Linked DNA regions of Oryctolagus cuniculus: all the other regions are linked to region 2. Evidence: chromatin contacts called from public Hi-C and Micro-C data. All regions are on one chromosome and are shown on one strand. Each heading gives the region's core, a stretch centred on a gene start, on an enhancer-like site or on the middle of the called end of the contact. The rest is flanking DNA. Distances are from core to core; before and after follow the strand shown. Region 1 overlaps PTPRJ (protein tyrosine phosphatase receptor type J). Region 2 holds the start of PTPRJ (protein tyrosine phosphatase receptor type J). Region 3 overlaps PTPRJ (protein tyrosine phosphatase receptor type J).

What was found. A called contact is a pair of places that touch in the nucleus more often than the background predicts.
Region 1: a Micro-C map of ear pinna shows a contact between it and region 2, with 4 times the contacts expected there. The contact joins the enhancer-like site here to the promoter of PTPRJ in region 2. A contact is called at or near these places in 2 of 6 Hi-C or Micro-C datasets (ear pinna and an unstated tissue).
Region 3: a contact with region 2 is called in a Hi-C map of skin fibroblasts, with 1.9 times the contacts expected there. The contact joins the enhancer-like site here to the promoter of PTPRJ in region 2. A contact is called at or near these places in 2 of 6 Hi-C or Micro-C datasets (skin fibroblasts and an unstated tissue).

Annotation. Positions count from the first base shown.
Region 1 is chr1:17,948,908-17,951,743 of mOryCun1.1, forward strand. All of the region lies in intron 1 of PTPRJ (protein tyrosine phosphatase receptor type J), which reads right to left. Among named protein-coding and RNA genes, the nearest start is that of PTPRJ, 110 kb to the right of the region's middle. Within about 2 kb of position 1,409, at least 1 of the 8 cell types and tissues checked has an H3K27ac peak or open chromatin away from gene starts, as enhancers often do.
Region 2 is chr1:18,062,139-18,065,033 of mOryCun1.1, forward strand. PTPRJ (protein tyrosine phosphatase receptor type J) reads right to left here and starts at 1,381. Exons shown (of 25, transcript XM_017348393.3): 1 at 869-1,381. The coding sequence starts at 1,318.
Region 3 is chr1:17,993,577-17,996,276 of mOryCun1.1, forward strand. All of the region lies in intron 1 of PTPRJ (protein tyrosine phosphatase receptor type J), which reads right to left. Among named protein-coding and RNA genes, the nearest start is that of PTPRJ, 69 kb to the right of the region's middle. Within about 2 kb of position 1,360, at least 3 of the 8 cell types and tissues checked have an H3K27ac peak or open chromatin away from gene starts, as enhancers often do.

The sequences.
Region 1 (2,836 bases), core at 159-2,658, 110 kb before region 2:
AACCTTCGTCTGCCCAGTCCTTGGAAAATATGAAGCCACATGGGCCCAACACGCTAGGATGGCCTGCCCTGGCCATCTCTCGGTATGGTCTCTCTGCCCGTGCATCCGCACACCGTGTCCCCTTCTGGATCCATTCCTTCCTCCACCTGAGTGTCTGCTAAAAACATCCAAGCTCTGGCTCCCGCACTCACCCTGCTTATAGGAACAAAAGGCTCTAAGACGTAGCTAAGTGACCCAACAGAGAAAGCGCTGACGACTCACTGAGAGAGCAACCCTTGAGCACCCGCCTGGGCCAGGCCCTCTGCTCAGGTTGATGGCCCCGACCCAGAGTAGCGTGTCAGGGAGCACGGAGCTCAGGAAATCCAAGTCCAGGGATTGCAGCCGCATTCCCAGGACAGCAGCATCCCAGCTCTGAGTCCGTGTTCTCGATGCATCTCAGCAGGTGCCTGGGGGGCACACATGAACTCGACCCTCCCTGCAACCCAGCAGCTGGGTGTGGGTCACGGCTGAGTTGAGCTGCAGGGTCTGCGCGTGAACTCCACACATGGTCTCCAGAGTCCACGTGCGTGACTACCAGCTACATGACCTCCCACTACACAGCAAGCAGAGAGAACTAGGCTAGGATGTAGGGAAGACGAAAATCCCATTTCCAAAGACGACTTGACGGTCCCTTCCTACCCGTCCAGCTCCTTGATGGCTCAGCAGGGTTTCTCCTTGCAGCCTAAGCACCCAGCAACGTGCCGGCCTCACGCCAGGTTCATCACGAAACAGCAGCCAGTGCCAACCCATGTGACATCATAGGGCTCCACGTCGCTGCTGGCCTTGCTCTCTGCCTTTCTGGTCCTCCTCACCTCCCTGGGCCTCACCTCCCCAATATCTGTCAGCTCTTTCCTCTGAACTCAAAGACCCAGAAAGAGACAGAGAGCACAGGGACCTCAGGATCTACAAGGGGAGGGCTCCCAAAGGAGAGCTTCTTCATGAATAAAAAGGAAGGCACAAGGGGGGAAAAAATACTACCCTGCTTTGGGATCTGCCTGTGACATCTGGAGCTGCAGCAGCCACTCCGTGAAAACATACACCTGCTGGAGATGGCTGAAGGGAAAGTGGATCAACACCTGGATCCCGGAGCTGCTAATCAACCTACTCTAGACGCCCCCTACTGCAGGCTCCTTGCTCAGGGAGATAAACTCCCCTTCCGCTTAAAGGACCCCTGTTTGTACTGCCTACTGCTGGCAACAAAACAATACCCACTGACAAAATAACACAGCAAGATAAGTAATTTCCACATTGACTCGTTTCTTACAGATGAAACAAAACGAAAAACCAAGGCTCCCGCGTCACAGGGTGAGTCCACGCCTGCCAGCTCCCAACACCACCCCCAGATAAAATATTCCTGTAAACCACACCCAGCAAGCTATCTGGCGAGGCAGAGCCTTCATGCATATTTTTTTAAAGACTACAATGGACAGAAAGCTCATCTTTCTAAAATTAACGCAAAGCCTACTGCGCATGGAGGGGGAAAAGATGGGTGGAGGCCCCGTTTCCACAGATTCGTACATTGAGCATCAAAGCCAACGGCAGAAAGAGGAAGTCCAGCTTCCTACCACAGCCCTTCCCCTCCCTAGAGGGCCCCAAAAGGCACTGGGGGCCGTGCACCAAGAAGGGCTCCACGGAAACAGGCCCTCGAGGCTACCAAAGCTGCTGGCGTAGAAGAAGAGAATATGCTGGTTACCAGCGGCTACCACGCCTGGTGAGGGGAGGACGCGGCAGGGGATGAGGAGAGCTGGGTCAATAGTCGCAAAGCTGCAACAGACCGGAGGAAGGTGTTCCTGAGTTCTGCACACGGTGAGTGGGGTGACCAGAGTTAACAGAGTGGGTCACTTCCAAACAGCCAGGAGAAGGGGAGGGGACGTCTCATCACACAGAAATGATGACTGCTCCAAGCAAGGGCTCCTCCAGTGTCTCTCATCCCAGCAGTGCATAATACACGCATGTCAGACGGCGGCGCAGTGGTGCAGTAGGTAAAGCCACTGCCTGTGGTGCCGGCATCCCAGACGGGCACCGGTTCAAAGTCTCAGCTGCTCCACTTCTGATCCAGCTCTCTGCTATGGCCTGGGAAAGCAGTAGAAGATGGCCCAAGTCCTTGGGCCCCTGCACCCACGAGGGAGACCTGGTAGAAGCTCCTGGCTCCTGGCTTCGGATCAGCACAGCTCTGCCCACTGCAGCCATTTGGGAAGTGAACTTTATCTCTCTCTCTCTCTCTGCTTCTGCCTCTCAATCTTTTTAAACAAAAACTGTATGCATATCAAGCAGTACAGGATAGCCCATAAGTAGGCAGAACACTTTTCTCAAAGTGCCTGGGTTCAATTCCTGGCTCTGATTCCAGCTTCCTGCTAATGCGTACCCCACAAGGCAGCAGATAACGGTTCAAGTACTTGGGTCCCTGCCACCCACATGGGAGACCTGGATGGAGTTTCAGCTCTTGGCTTAGGCCTGGCCCAGCCCTGGCTGTTACAGGCACCTGGGGAGTGAACCAGCAATTTGGTGCTTGTATGTGTGCTTTCTCACTCCTCCCTCTCCCTCTCTCGTAAATCAATTTTTATAAGGTAAAATGTCTAGAGAAACACCACTTTTCACTCCCTACTTCCCTCAGAAGAAAATGAAATAAAGTATGCAAAGACAAACAGTGCCAGGGGACTTACCAGACTTCGAGATCTGCTCCCTTCCCTCTTACGCTCTGACACTTTTCCCTTCTGTCTTTAGCACACTCATCAATCAGAGGGTCAGGAATAAGCCCACCCCGAGATCAGGATCAGAGGGCACCAGAAGTCCCAGC
Region 2 (2,895 bases), core at 131-2,630:
GGCGCAGAGCGGCACTAGGTGATTCCGCTCTTTCACTTCTCTCGCTCAGTTCCCTATCTGAGAAATGGGAACGTCCCCCCGCCCCCCAGCCTCGCCTCCCACCGCCACGGGAACTGCCAGTCCCCAAAACACCAGCCCCAGCAATAGCTGAAATATCGAGGCGGCTGGGGGGCAGCCGGCGTCCACAGAGCGCGCACTCAGCGAGGGGACAGCCAGCGGCGGATCCCCGCGGGGAGACAGGGGAACAGGCCGGCTGCCCTGGGGAACGCCTGCGCGCGGCCCCGGGCCTGGGAACTTTCCGCAAAAACAGCGCCCCAGGCTCGGGGCTACGGCGCCTCGCCCACCACCCCGCAGCCCAGTCCCGGCGCCCCCGGGGCGGGCGACGCTGCCCTTCGGCCCGGCCCCTCGGGCCCCTGCAGGCCAGGTCGGAGGTCGGCCGCGGCTTGGCCAGGCCGGCAGTGCTCTGCGTCCAGAGCCCTCCGCAAACACGCCCCCTCCGGCCGCCTGGCGCGCGCGAGCCGGGCCCGCGCTGGCCAGATGGGACCAGCTCCCGGCAGGGCCGAGCCACAGACCGTCCAGAGCCCGCGCGGGGGCTGCCACCAGGAGGCTGCAGGCTCCCCGGGGACCCCGGGGCCCTCTGCCCTCCCCTTGGTACCAGACAGTCGGGGACGGAGCTCAGCCGCCCGCGCGCGAGGCCGGCTGGGGTCCCCACCACCACCACCACCACCGGCAAGCTCGCTCCACGAGGGGGACTCCGAGGATCCGCACCCCCTTACCACCTTCCCCGGGGCCCCCCAATCGGGGTACACCCGGGCAGGTGCAGGGGATGCCGGTCCCGGGCCCCGCCCGGGCCCACCCGGTGGCTTACCTGGCCCAGGCGCAACAGCAGCAGCAGCGGCGGCAGCGCCCGGCGCAGCCCCGGCCAACGCGGAGGCGACCGCGCCTCCAGCGCCGCCGGCTTCATGCCCTGCGCGCCCTGGAACGTGCCCGGGACGCGCGAATCGGGCCCCGCCGTGCGCCACAGCCCCGGCTCCCGCGTCGCCGCCTCCAGCCGCCGCCTCCGCCTCCTCCTCCGCCAGCCGGTCCGCCTCGTCCCCGCTCCGCCCGCCCCGGGCTTCCCCGGGGACATGGCAGCGGCGGCGGTGGCGGTGGCGGCGGCCACACGGCGGGGCCCGGCGCGGCTGCGGCGGGGGGGCGGCGTCCCTGGGCGCGCAGGGGCTTCGCGGGGCGGAGCGAGCGGCGCCCACCCCCCGCGCGCGGCCCCCTGCTCCCGGCTCCCGCGGCTCGCGCCGCTCCCGCTGCCTCCTCCGCGCGTCATGCGGCTCGGGCTGCAGGGAGCCGCGGCGAGCGCTCGGCCGCCTCTCCTCCCCTCCCCCTCTGAATATTCATCGCTTCCTCCCGCCCCGGCCGGCCGGGCGGCTGCACAGCGCCGCGGCCCCTCGCGCCCTCGCGCCGCGGCCCCCGCCCCCACCGAGCCGGCCGGGCGGCGGGGAGGGGGCGGCGGCGCGCCCCGCGCGCGCCCTGGCGGCTCCCCTCGGGCGAGCTGAGGAAGCGCCCGCGCCTTGGCCGGCCCCTCCGTGCAGCCCTCCCACATTCCTGGGGCTCGGGACCAGGACGCGGCTCGGCTGCGGCGCCGCCACGCGCCGGCGATGCTGGCTCCGCGGCCGGGGGGTTTGGGTCACCAGCTGTTGGCCGCGGACCTGGGACGAAGGCACGGCCCGGCCTGCTTGCAGACAGCAACGCGTGGGCCCTGGATGGGCTTGGGGAGGGTTGCGTGAACTCTGGACCTGCCGGAGATGGGCTGGGTGCTGTATTGTCCCGGTCCCCTGGCCAGGGAGGCCGAGAGAGATGGCGGAGGAGCCTGTCCAGCAGGCAGGAGTGACCCCCTGGGGAGGCACTTCACCTTCCTGCGCCTCCGGTGCCTCGTGTGTGAAATAACAACACTAGTACCTATAGAGACAGGCTTAGCTGGCCATTAAATGGGACTCCCGGGAAAGTCCTAGGCATCTTCGTGCTACACAGTGATCCTCCGAGTGCGTTAGCACTTCTGGAAGCTTCTATGGGCCTGTCAATGAGGCCCATGATCTGAAAGGAATTAAAAGGGAACGCAGAAACCGCTGGCCCCAGCACAGAGGAGGGAAGTGAGGGTCTCGGGGAGGCTGGGCCACTTGCCCAAGGAGAAGTCTAGAGGGGAAAAGTCAGATCAGTCCAGGGGAGAGAGTAATTCAGAGGGGACACAAGGGAATGGAGGGCCGGCAATACCTGAGAAGGCTTTGAAGGGTGGGTTGAATATCACCAGGCAGATAGAGGGGTGGTGTCTCAGGGAGTGGGAGCAATTTAGCATAACCCAGGAGGCAGGTGCTTCTGCCTGGCTTCTGAACAGAGGGTGACTTTGAAGCCCAGGATAAGAAGGCTGGGTTGGGGGCAGGCACTGTGGCAAAGCAGGTATAGACTCTGCCTGCAGTGTCGGAATCCCATATGAGCGCCGGTTCAAGTCCCGGCTGCTCCACTTCCGATCCAGCTCTCTGCTGTGGCCTGGGAAAGCAGTAGAAGATGGCCCAAGTCCTTGGGCTCTTGCACCCCTGTGGGAGAACCAGAAGAAACTCCTGACTCATGGGTTCTGTTGGGCGCAGCTCCAGCTGTTGCAGCCTGTTAGGGAATGAGCCAGTGGATAGAAGACCTCTTTCTCTCTCTCTCTGCCTCTCTTTCTCTGTGTGTGTGTAACTCTTTCAAATAAAAAAAAGAAAAAGGAGGCTGGGTTGGAGCTGTGTGCAGTGAGGAGCAGGCCGCTAGGTGCCATGCTGGCCTCCAGGTACCTGGGGCTCCAGGTTCCCAATCTGCAAGACAGAAATAGTCTCAAAGGATCCAGGCTGCACACAGGGACAAGGACAGCAG
Region 3 (2,700 bases), core at 110-2,609, 69 kb before region 2:
TCTGGAAATCAACTGCCTGGGGACAAGGGCCTCAGCCCATTTGGCAAAGACGGGACCACAGGAGTGGCACGTTGCCCCCTCTCTGCCTTAGGCTGCCCTCTACCTGCCAGGAGTGACAGCAGTGCAATGGGTGCGGCGGCATGCATGACGTTCTGAGAACAGGACCTGGCTCCCATCAGTCCCAGGTGGGGGTCCCACAGGAGGGTATTGTTTACAAGTAAGAGAATGCATAAAAGTGCCATGCAATCTGCTGTGTGCTGTGCAGATCAATCACAGCGGCAAAGAATGACATTTCTTCTAAAAAGTTTTTAAGTCTAACGCAAGACATACAGTCTACAAACAGGAAAAGACTCAGGGACGTTTCCAGAACATGGAAATGCAGTCTGGGTGAAGGGGGAAAGCGGACAGGTACCCGGGGGGGAGGGGTAGCAGAGACAAGTGAACAGGGTCCTGAGATGGACACCTACCTCCTCCCCAGAGGGCCACTCGGGGAGGGGCTCCGAGGACAGGATTGGGAGGGGGACCAGTAGTAACCAAAGCAGCTGGGAAAAGCAGATCTGGCCCTGCTGGAGCTGGGAAGCCTCCTCCCCAGTTCCCCTTTGAAACTGACAGCTGAGGCCGCCTGATAGGGTTCCCTCCTCACCCTCTGCTCTGTAGGGAAGTGATCTGAAGCAGGAAGGGCCTGGCCAGCCTGGTGCGGACCAGGCAATGCCCAGAGAGGCGTGCGGGGTGGCTCGGGCTGACCCTGCACCCGTGACCCCACAAACCTCCAGCCCCTCCCACTTTCTGAATGGAGGGGAAGGGCTGTGACAAGGCCAGGGCTCCAGGGCCTTTACCACCTCCCTTCTGGCCCCAAAATTACTCACAAAGGACAAAGGGGACCCACAGCTTAAACACACAATGAGGCTGGAAGGGCAGGGATAAAACCTCCTGTACTGAGAGCTGAGCGGCCCCTGTCCCATGGGAAACAAGCTAGGAACAGCACCGGGAAGGCCCAAGAAATTGATTCAGTCAACTCTACAACTGAAACGGAACTTTAAGCACCCACTTCAGAGCTGCCCTTTCAAATGAGCTGAAATCAACTCATCGGCACCAAAAAAAAAAAAAAAAAGGGAAAAAAAATCACTGAGAACCAAACATGAGCTCTTTAAACACACAGACTCACTCACACACTCTTACTTACACATGTGCACAAGCTGAGAACTCACTCCAACAGATTTTAGCTTGGGCGAAAAACAGAAGCTTTTGGGTAAAATAAACAGAAAGGGGGAAAAGTTCCCCTAGCATAAACCAAGGGGAACCTCCTTCCTGCAGACCAAGTTCTGACCTCTCCGTGAACTCGAAATAACCAGCTCATGATTTCGCAAAGCCAGAGGAATGGCAAGCATTCTGAACGATACTAAAAATCTCAGTTCTTCGCTGGCTTTTTGTTAGGCAGCCAAGTGTATCAGTCACAGCAAAAGTAGCTGAAAAATGTGCACTTCCCTCTGTAGGGAGAGACTGGGGAGACGCTGCCCTGCAAGTGAAAACCAGAACCATCCGTGAGCACTGCCTTTTGCTCATTCATTCAACAAATGTTTACTGAGCACCTACTATGTGCCAGTCACTATTTTAGAGCAGTGGGCAGAACAGACAGGAACTCCTGGTGGGGCTAACTTCTCCAAAGTTGGATTATTATTAAATAAAGCATCTGTTCTCTCAGCGATAGACAGATAGATAAAACCAAATGGACATCTGAGATGGTCTCCAAACCCTTGCGGATACAAATCTGCTCTTATTGGCTGCTTTCTCTGAAGAGGAGGAGGCTGAGAATGATAGACAGCTGCCCCGCCCCCGCGTCCATCCCCACGTCACCCAGCCAGCCTCCCCAGGAACAAGTCTCAGAGGCCCCAGGCTTGGCAGGCAGAGCTCAACCTAAGGATGCGCCTGTGAGCAAAGGTGACAGAAAGAGGGTGATTAAATGAAGAAAGCACGGCAAGGGGCCAGCGCTATGGCCTAGTGGGTAAAGCCACAGCCTACAACACTGGCATCCCATGTGGGTGCTGGTTCCAGTCCTGGCTGCTCTACTTCTGATGCAGCTCCCTGCTGATGCACCTTGGAAAGCAGTGGAAGATGGACCAAGTACTTGGGCCCCTGCACCTACATGTGAGACCCAGTTGAAGCTCCCAGCTCCTGGCTTTGGTCTGGCCCAGCTCTGGCTGTTACGGCCATTTGGGGAGTGAACCAGGGGATGGAAGTGAAGTTTCTTTCCCCCCACCCCCTTCACTTTACCTTTAAAATAAATAAATCTTCTTTTAAAAAAATATTTCTAGGGGCTGGCACTGTGGGATAGTAGACTAAGCCTCTGCCTGCAGCACCAGCACCCCACATATGTGCCGGTTCAAGTCCCACCTGCTCCTCTTTCCATCCAGCACTCTGCTTATGGACTGGGAAAGCAGTGGAAGACAGCCCAAGTGCTTGGGCCCCTGCAGCCACATAGGAGACCCGGAAGAAGTTCCTGGCTTCAGATCAGGCCAGCTCTGGCCATTGTGGCCATTTGGGGAGTGAATCAGCAGATGGAAAACCTCTCTCTCTGTCTCTCCCTCTGTCTGTAGCTCTGCCTCTCAAATAAACACATAAATAAATCTTGTAAAAAAAAAAAAAAAGTCTAACACATTTCATGAGGTGCTGGTCCTAACACTGAGTGGCCGAGGCGCTTCT